Regions from separate parts of the Mus musculus genome. Here all the other regions are linked to region 2. The links are chromatin contacts, called in public HiChIP or PLAC-seq and promoter capture Hi-C maps. All regions are on one chromosome and are shown on one strand. Each heading gives the region's core, a stretch centred on a gene start, on an enhancer-like site or on the middle of the called end of the contact. The rest is flanking DNA. Distances are from core to core; before and after follow the strand shown. Region 1 overlaps Gm6116 (predicted gene 6116). Region 2 overlaps Scfd2 (Sec1 family domain containing 2). Region 3 holds the start of Spata18 (spermatogenesis associated 18).

Region 1 (2,921 bases), core at 233-2,732, 680 kb after region 2:
CCAACCTCAGCACCAAACCAAAATAAACAAAACCAGCAAAGGTTCTCTCTCTCTCTCTCTCTCTCTCTCTCTCTCTCTCTCTCTCTCTCTCTCTCTCCCTCTCTCTCTCTCTCTCTCTCTCTCTCTCTCTCTCTCTCTCTCTCTCTCCCTCTCTCTCTCTCTCTCTCTCTTGTGTCTGGGCATGGAATGGAAACCGTTCCTATGGAAGCCAGAAAGGGACATTGGCATTTCTGGAGCTAGACAGTTGTGAGCCACCTACTGTGGGTTCTGGAAAGTCACTGGTGTCCTGTGGAAGAACAGCAAGCATTCTTAACCACTGAGCCATCTCTCCAGCCCTGAGCAAAGGTTTTATGGAGCTATTAATGAAAAGACACAAGAGGAAAAGTCAAATATTCCTCTTCTCAGAAAGAGTGATAAGTATTTATTCAGTGCCTACTATTTGTCAGACATTTAAAATCCCCTGGTCTTGTTCTCTGTGTCCTTGGAGGTTTTGGAGGCACATCTCCCCTTTGGAATTTTAAGTATTGCATGAGCTAGTTAGTTAATGGAGGGATCAAGAGGGCGATGCCAGTTTGAAACAATGTTGTCGCTGGACTCCAGTTACAATGTATTCATCTGGACTGTGACAGCAAGGCAGTCTGAGTATGAGCCACAGTCTTCTGCCTTGGCAGCCACACCCATTCGCAGGGCTGATTGCTAGCAGCCAGCAAAGGCTTCTGATAAAAGGGAAGCTGCTGAGCTATTAGGTTTGCCGAGCTCCCAGGTAGATTTCCACAGGCAGAGGAGAAAGAGCGGTGCCTTGTTTTTGCCGGCGTGGGTGTTAGCAACGCGAGACAGGAACCCAGCATTAATACAGGCACCGGCTCCTCGTAGAGCCAACTCCAAAGGGTCCTGGTGACTTTTTCTCTGCAGTTTGACTCCTCCCTCCCTCCCTGGGAGCCTCTCTGTTCAGTCAAGCTTTTCCATCCTACCCCAGGCTGAATAGAGAGCAGAGGGTGCCAGAGACCGAGGTAGACACTCAACTCCACTTCTACCGAACCAGTCTTCCTTTCGACGTCTGTCTCTTCTCCCTTTGGTTTTTGATCATCTTGTGCTGGATTTTGCTTCTGCCACTCTTCTGTTAATAGGTAGCTGGTGATCTGCGTCATCCTGGAGGGTCATCCATCTCTACGGCCTTCTTCCACATTCTCAGGGGCCTTTCTTAATGATCACCCTTTTAGAATCACATGCCTGCTGCTGCTTCACAAGACACAAGCATTTGCTTTGTGCCCCCTGCATTTGTGTTCCAATCTTAAACTGTCCCCTTGCCTGCCGACTTCCATCCCTTAATATTCTTGAAGACAACCGGTCCCTTCTCATGGAAGTCAGTATCCTCAGACACAGGCCTTCTGAGTTTCTCTCCTGCCACAGGGCCACGGGACTGCTCTGCTTCGCCTGACAGATCAAAGGACATTTTCCCCAGCCTGTTCACTTTCTGCCTGGTGATCATAGAAGTACCCAGAGCACAGCTAGATGGCGCTCACGCCTACACATTTCTGAGGAATGACGTTTTTTTCCTCAGAGGAATTTCTGAGGAAGAAGTTTTTCCATTTGTCTCCCATCTTGAGCTCACAGCTTTGGGAGGAGGGGGACTGGAGCACATGGACTAATTACAAAGAAACTGGAACGTGTGCATTTTCTAATCAAACTGATATCTAATGGGCACGCGAGTCAGATTCAGTTCTAAGTCCTCAACATTGCCCTGCTACACATACCTTGCCCCAGGAGACAGATACAGAAATGGCACTTAGAGACTTGGTAAATTTGCCCAGAGCAGAAGGGTGTCAGAGATGGAAGTCCACAGGCATCTTGCACCAAAACTACCCTTAACAACAAGGGACTGGTTGGAGAATGGAACCAAGAGAAGAAACTGGGAGTGTTGGGAAGGCACGGCTTTCTACACAAAGCATTGTTCTGCCTAAAATTACTCCACAGCCCTAAAGCACCATGTGTATTTTGAATATCCAATCATTTTTTCTAAAAGCCCTAAGTATATAGCTCAGTGGTAGCGCACTGGCCCACTGTGTAAGATCCATGCTCAAACCCCTGCACCATGGAGTTACAGTAGGAATAATAATAGTAATAATAGCTGGGTGTTGGCAGTGAATGCCTTCCATCCCAGCACTCAAGAGTCAAGAGTTCAAAGTCTGCTTGGGCTATGGAGGGAGACAGTATCTCAAAACAACAATAGCGATAATTTTTATGAGACTGAATATATAGGACTCAACTCAACTATGATCAAAGGTGAATCTGGCACACATAGGCCGAACTTTATATATTAAGAGGGGAGAGCTAAGAGCATTTGGCTCTTGCTTCTTCTCCATTCTCTTCTCTGCTCATTTTCAGACTCAAGCTTTGTGGGACACACTGAACTTATAACAGGACCCATGATGTCCCAAGGATGCACTGAACATGTATGTTGCTGAGTCCATTTCTATTCTCCAAAGAGTAGCAACATTTTTTTACTCTGAATGAAGATCCGTGTGGACCATACTTGAAGACCCTGTAAATCTCGAATAAATAAATCTCTAATTCTATCCCTACTGACTCCCCTGAAGGCCTCCTAGCCTTTCCATCACCCCCTCCCTCCCTAAGGCGTGATGTTAGAGAGGGGACCCAGGGGGAAGAGGCAACATCCCTACTCTATCACAGGTGGAACCTCACTTCTCATTGTTGATAGACGCTTGCAGGTTAGGTGACCACTTATAAAGCCCCTCCTGGAGTCTTGGGGGTTGCCTGTAACCACTAGTGGTTCCTGTCATTTACTCTTCATTACTGGAGTACTCTGGCTGCAGTAAAGGTGATCAATCACAGAATGGTATTGTCCTTTAAAACTCCGTATAGGAAACAGGCACTGGGCTGGACCGTGAGGTTTTGTAGGA
Region 2 (2,920 bases), core at 380-2,879:
CTACGTTATAAAGCTGACAAAATAATTTTATGACTATAGTTGAGTTTGTGTTCAAAGAAGATGCACTTACTAATTTATCTCACTGAACACTCATTTCAAATCCTGATATTTAAACTAAAATGTTTCAATAACAATTATTGTCTAGGCAACTGCTAGTTTCTCTGTGTGTAGAATTGCAAGGCCTACATAGAGGGTCTTTTCCTATCAATAACTTGTCAGTTTTAACATCAGTTTCTATATGTAAGACTGGAGACCCATTCAGATGATGAACATGTGACCTCTATTGACCAGGGGAAGCTAGTCACAAGTAGAGAGTGCCTCATCACTTGAGCCCCGCCTCTTAAACCGAGGGTTGCAGCCCCATGCGGGGCCTGTTCCTGAAGTGTGGGCTACAGGAAAGTTGGCAACAGGAAAAGGGGTTTAGAATGTACAAGAACCAAAAACGAGTTTAAACCCCAATGTATGAATCCTGGGTGTTTCTAACAGTGCTTTCTGGAGTTAGATTTCTAAGCCACTTCACTGTAGCCTTGGAACTGAATGCACAACACAGTTACCATGTGTGCCTTCACACTGCTCAAGGCCAGGAAGGAAAACATGGGGGAATAGTGGGCAGTCACAAAAGCAGGACTTACTCATGTTGTAGCCTGGCTCCCAAACAGGAAGTCAGTGATGCCACTCAGCCCGGTAGGGAATTAAGCCAAAGGTGCTTTGTGTCAGTTATCTTTATATTAAAACAAAAGGAGGGGATATATAATGATAGTACAACCACTACGAACTGGGGAATTTGAGTACAGGTAGATCTTTAAAAGTAACCTTTTCTGCTCCTCTATAAAATACCTACTTCAGTACCGGGCCAAGAACCCATCCTAGATAAGGGGGCTGGCTCTATGAGCAGTGCTCTGAAACCTCAAGGCGCATTTTAATTCCTTTTCAGGGAAGCAAAAAGTGTCCCATGGTGACTGACACTGGCTTCAAAACACAACTCCAGTGGGAATGCACTTGGACAGGCTCACAGATTTAAGTTTCTCTGAGACAAGGGTCCTTTGGGTGAGTGTACAAAGCCTAAAAGAGACCAAGCTGAGACAAAATGAACAGCAAAAGGTTTATAAAACAGGATTCCTGAGCAAGACCTGGTAATTCCTGCTGAGTCAGAGAGAGCCACGCCCAGCCATATGCAGTGCTTAACCCCAGAGTCTGAGTATTTAGTTTTGAATCTTCTTGGTTTTGTGGTCTGTCTTCAGTTTCCCCAAGCCGCTGTAAAACAATGAAGCTGGCTTTTGTACCTTCCCCAACAATGGTGAGAGTGGAAAATGATTCTGCTTACCTGCCCCTCTGTCCTTTATAAGTCAATGTGTTAAGCTGAATTCTGTAGCCTAGAGCACATTTTTTTTTAAATATAACTAAATAAAAAAGGCTATGGAGAGTTTTGAGACGACATGGGTATTTAAACACAGAACTTATTTAATTGGGATGTAATTAAGTCTCAGACCGTTTATGCTTTCCCATTTCTCTCGGGTCTTAGAGAGTATTGATCATAACACACTTATTTAATACTGTCTGACTGCGAGACTGTTCCCTGTAAAGGGGAGATCCTGGCCGAGCTGTCCTGGCTCTGGAAAGCTGGGCAAAGCATTCAGCATGCATTAGTGAAAACAGATGAGCATGCCCGGCATTCTTCAGAGGCCTGGACAGGGCCCTTCCTACGGCAGCACAATCATTTTGCTTATTTCCAATAAATATTTCTTTCATTTGGCATACAGCTTAGCACCATGTTTTATTAATTAGCCTTATGTTTCATCCTAAATACTAAAATAGAAGCCTCTCAAGTTCCTCAGGATCCGAGATGAATTCTCAGTGGCTTGCTAATGTCACCTTGGGGACTTTGGGGACTGGAGTGGTGATACTGGATGTGTGTCTAGTGGTATACAAAACCACCTTACAAAACAAGGTTTTATTAATAAATCACACCCCAAAGGTGTTTGCAAAACTTCCTTTAGAAGATTGCAAAACACCAGATGTAATTTTTTGTTGTTTTTATTGGTTTAAAAATTAGCTTAGAAACACAAATATTGAGTGTTTATGATTTTAGAAGACCAGAGAATCTGTCTGGAATTCTGGGTCAAAGACAGCACGCTTCAATCAAGTTAGGTTTAAAAATGTTTTTCCAAATTTGTAACAGATGTCGCCACAATGCCACTTATATTCGCCCCTGCCACAAAGAATCTCTCAGCACACCAGAGAATGTCCTTAGATAAGGAAAACAAGCAGGAAAGCTGGGGCTACTTAAAATGGTGCAGGAATTGCCCAGACATGACTTCTCCTATGACAGCAAGGGGATAGGAGTGACAGGCCACCCTCTACACACTCTGCTTTGCGGCAGGTGCACCCACTTTTGCCTGCATAAAAGGCAACACCCTACAGCCCCCCTTTTCCCTGGTGTTTAGAAAAGAAAATCCTGTCAGGTTTTCTTAAAGCTGTATAAGTCTTTGGAGAATTCCCCCACCCCACCCCCACCCCCAACTTCCTGCTTTGTGTCCCTGAGAGAATCTTATTCTGCAAACTTGCAGCTGACAATGAAGCATCAAGTTCAAGCCCTATGGTAAGAGATGAAGGATCTGCGTCCTCAGCCGTGCTACGGCGCTCTGTGTGCTGTGGGGATATGCACACCCCCTCATCCCACAAAAGGAGGATTTGTCAAGATGCACTGAGAAAAACGCCTAACTCGAAATCTAAAATGCCTAGCCTACAAGGAAGAATTTGTGATGGGAAGAGAAAACAAAAGTCTGAACCACGTGAAACGATACACGGGTCGTTTTAAGGTTTCTGGTGGGGATTTCATGCAGGAAATCCACCTAACACTATGAGAAGACGGGGCTCTGGACATGATGCTTTGTGATTCTCTGTCTAAAAACAGGTAGAG
Region 3 (2,884 bases), core at 342-2,841, 630 kb before region 2:
GGGTGGGGCTGGGGAGGAAGTGTGGGGTGTGGAACAGTCAAAGGGTGGACCGGGAGGGGTATAAAATACGGAGCATAAATAAATAAATAAATAAATAAATAAATAAATGATTTTTTAAAATGAGAACCAATTCACAGAATTAACCACAAGGGTAGTGTTCGTCATGTCTAATGATGTTTTGAAGTTTTTTCCCTTCTGATGCATTTGGAGGGTGCTGTGTGCTTGCAATGTCTCTAATTCTCACAGCAGTCTTATTTTAACGGGAATTATACCAGTTCACTATGACACCCATTTGATATTCAGGATTTTATCTTGCATTATTCTGCTTTTACCATAATTTTCTCCCTTCCCTTCCTCCTTCCCCCCTCCCCTCTCCCCTCTCCTTTCCTCCTCTCCTCTCTCCTTTCTCTCCTCCCTCCCTCTCCTCTCCTTCCCCTCCCTCCCCTTTCCTTCCTTCACTTCCCCTCTCCTCCCTCTCCCCTCCCCTCTCCTCTTTCTTCCTCTCCTTCCCCTCCCCTCCTCTTTCTTCCGCTCCCCTCCCCTTCCCCCTTTCTCTGTACTTGTGTGGAGGCCAGATATTGTTTTAATCTCTTCACCTTATTTTCTTGATACAGGATCTCTGCCTGAACAGAGAGCTCAGGAATCATCTAGACCAATTGGCCATCAGTCCCAGGGAATCTCCTGTGTCAGTGCCCGGATTTAAAACAAACAAACAAACAAGAAACCCAAACAAAACAACCCCCAAAACCTCCCCATGTCTCCTGTGGATCCACTCAGGACCTCGAGCTTGCATGACAACCACTTCTCGGACTGGTAAATCCTAGCAACTCCGTTTTAAAAAGCAATTTCGTGCAAATGGAACAGAGGCTAGATTTCCTCTGAACAGCAATACAGGTCCCTGACACAGCGAACAGTAAGACACGAGTGTCATGGCACCCGCCCACCCCCACTTCCCACACAACACAGGCTTGCACCTGATCGTGCTGAGGAAGACCTGGAAGTCAGGGCGAGGATCCCGCCCGGTAGTGTGTGTCTTTCTGTACAGTACAAACCAACGGACAGACCCACGGAGGAGGAGGAGGGCACAAAGCCCAAAATGAAAGTAGTAAAAAACGGACATTGGAGTCCCAATTTCACAAATGGAGAATTAAAGGCACTATGGGTGGAGGAATAAAGAAAGGGCCAAGGAAGTGGTTGCCAAAAAGTCTACTCAAAATTTTCATGAAGTTAACTTGCTTTCCTACGTACGCACTGCCACCCAGTACGGGGTGCAGCCCCGGGTTAGGTGCCCTGCGGTTCCCAGCGCAGGGTCCCACAGCAGCCCCCCACCCCAGGGTCTGGGTGTCCTCCAGAGGGTAGCACAAGTCGGAGTTTCGACGCTTCTGTGCCTTCGCCTCGGGCCCGTTACGCCACGGCGCTGGGTGGGAGGAGGTCGCGGTAGGGGTGGGTCCCCAAGGTCCCCAGGCTGGGAGCGAGGAGTGGGGGGCGGGGCGTTGCTCCGACGCTAGCCCCGGGTCCCTGGCAGCCGGCCGCCACGTCAAGGTTTGTTTAATAATCGCCGGGGTATTTATGGCCTGGTCGGCAGGCGGCTGCGGGGGAGCCAGAACAGCGCGCCGGGCAGGGGGGACCTGCCCGGTCCGACCCGAGGGGGAGGATGGACACTCCAGCCGCGTTCTGAGCCTGTGTGGAAGATAACATCCTTAAGCTACATCACCCCGTCGTTCAGCCTAAGCCACCCACTCCCTCGTCCCCTCTACTACTAGATCTCCCGGAGTCGGAAGCGCGAAAAAGCGCGCGATGGCAGAAAGCCTGAAGAAGCTGGCCAAAAGCGAATCTTTACAAGCACTGCAGGATAAAGTCACCTACTGGGTGAACGACTACAACGTGAGTCAGGGTGGGAGATCCTAGGGCTCACAACCCCACCGCTCTTGGGACCCTAACGGGGATCTCAGACTCCTACCCAGGTCAAAGAAGAAAGCCCCACCTTTATCGGTGGTGGGGTGACTCCAGCCGTAGCGCTAACCAGTATTCGGTAACCTTGGACACCCGCGGCCCTAGCAACAGAAGGGTAGCTTAGAGCTGCCAGCCACTCCCATTCTCAGGACCTTCCCCCCTCCTTCCCTTTTTAGGGATTCCCGGAGTGAACTTTCCCTACACCTGGGTGCTATTAAGGAAAAGGGGCACTTGTAAAGGTTGCACTTTTTGTTTGCCCGCTGGTCAGCATGGCTATTAGGGTAGCAGGGCAACTTCCAGGAGGTGCTGGCAAGGCTTTTGTAAGAAATTACTGTGTCACCAGCACACTGTCACACTCAGAAGCACACTCCAAACTTCATGAATGCCACTTCAGCGGTGTTTCAACAGCTGCATGTTGAACTTGGCTCTCTTCGATGGAAGTGTCTTCAAGAGGAGGCTCTGAGTTTTACCCAGGCGGGGAGCAGTCAGGAAAGTGACGGTTAGGTTCTCCATCTCTATGTGGCTACAACTAGCCAAATAACGTTTCCTAGCCACACTGGGTCTCAGCATCTTATCTGTTCCATTGTTGGGATTGGATTAAACAATATGTAAACTTACTTTCTAGATCTCATTTTTAAATAATGTAGATCATCTTGTTTCTGAATTTACATCTGAACGTATCCCATATCTTGTTAAGTGTAGTTTCGATTTGGATCCGTTGCTAAGCACAGTCCTGTAATCCCCCAAAGAGGTTTTTATTAGTACTAGGGAATCTTGACTTAAACCTTAAGATCTGTATTCCCTACAGCAAACTCTAGTTGTTAATAATGTTAGTTGTAGAAGACTATATTTATTAAAAAGCTGTAAACTGTGTTGGTTTGGAAGGTTAATTTTGCAGTGTATACTCCTATTGGCTTAGCTAGAATTAACT

What was found. Promoter capture Hi-C pulls out the DNA fragments that hold promoters and counts their contacts. HiChIP or PLAC-seq counts read pairs in DNA pulled down with a chosen protein or histone mark.
Region 1: a contact with region 2 is called in a CTCF HiChIP or PLAC-seq map of the NIH/3T3 cell line, with 5 read pairs. The contact joins two enhancer-like sites. A contact is called at or near these places in 1 of 15 datasets of contacts at CTCF or cohesin (the NIH/3T3 cell line) and 3 of 115 datasets of contacts at active chromatin or transcription factors (embryonic basal ganglia, embryonic limb bud and embryonic stem cells).
Region 3: a contact with region 2 is called in a promoter capture Hi-C map of embryonic stem cells, with 4 times the contacts expected there. The contact joins the promoter of Spata18 here to the enhancer-like site in region 2. A contact is called at or near these places in 12 of 39 promoter capture datasets (the 3T3-L1 cell line, 3T3-L1-derived adipocytes, embryonic stem cells and 6 more), 1 of 484 Hi-C or Micro-C datasets (CD4 T cells), 6 of 115 datasets of contacts at active chromatin or transcription factors (T-cell acute lymphoblastic leukemia, embryonic basal ganglia, embryonic forebrain and 2 more) and 3 of 9 other capture datasets (adipose tissue, liver and macrophages).

The regions. Positions count from the first base shown.
Region 1 is chr5:74,959,854-74,962,774 of GRCm38.p6, forward strand. It overlaps Gm6116 (predicted gene 6116), which reads left to right. Exons shown (of 5, transcript NR_045866.1): 3 at 2,386-2,453. The region is part of intron 1 of Gm52778 (a long non-coding RNA gene); the gene reads right to left. Among named protein-coding and RNA genes, the nearest start is that of Gm6116, 12 kb to the left of the region's middle. Within about 2 kb of position 1,483, at least 51 of the 459 cell types and tissues checked have an H3K27ac peak or open chromatin away from gene starts, as enhancers often do. A contact at or near this core is called in the NIH/3T3 cell line, where this site is marked.
Region 2 is chr5:74,284,317-74,287,236 of GRCm38.p6, forward strand. All of the region lies in intron 5 of Scfd2 (Sec1 family domain containing 2), which reads right to left. Among named protein-coding and RNA genes, the nearest start is that of Gm32064, 31 kb to the right of the region's middle. Within about 2 kb of position 1,630, at least 57 of the 459 cell types and tissues checked have an H3K27ac peak or open chromatin away from gene starts, as enhancers often do. A contact at or near this core is called in 3T3-L1-derived adipocytes, the NIH/3T3 cell line and embryonic stem cells, where this site is marked.
Region 3 is chr5:73,649,789-73,652,672 of GRCm38.p6, forward strand. Spata18 (spermatogenesis associated 18) reads left to right here and starts at 1,592. Exons shown (of 13, transcript NM_178387.3): 1 at 1,592-1,884. The coding sequence starts at 1,798. Gm34902 (a long non-coding RNA gene) reads right to left here and starts at 2,066. Exons shown (of 2, transcript XR_377025.3): 1 at 1,985-2,066; 2 at 1,192-1,680.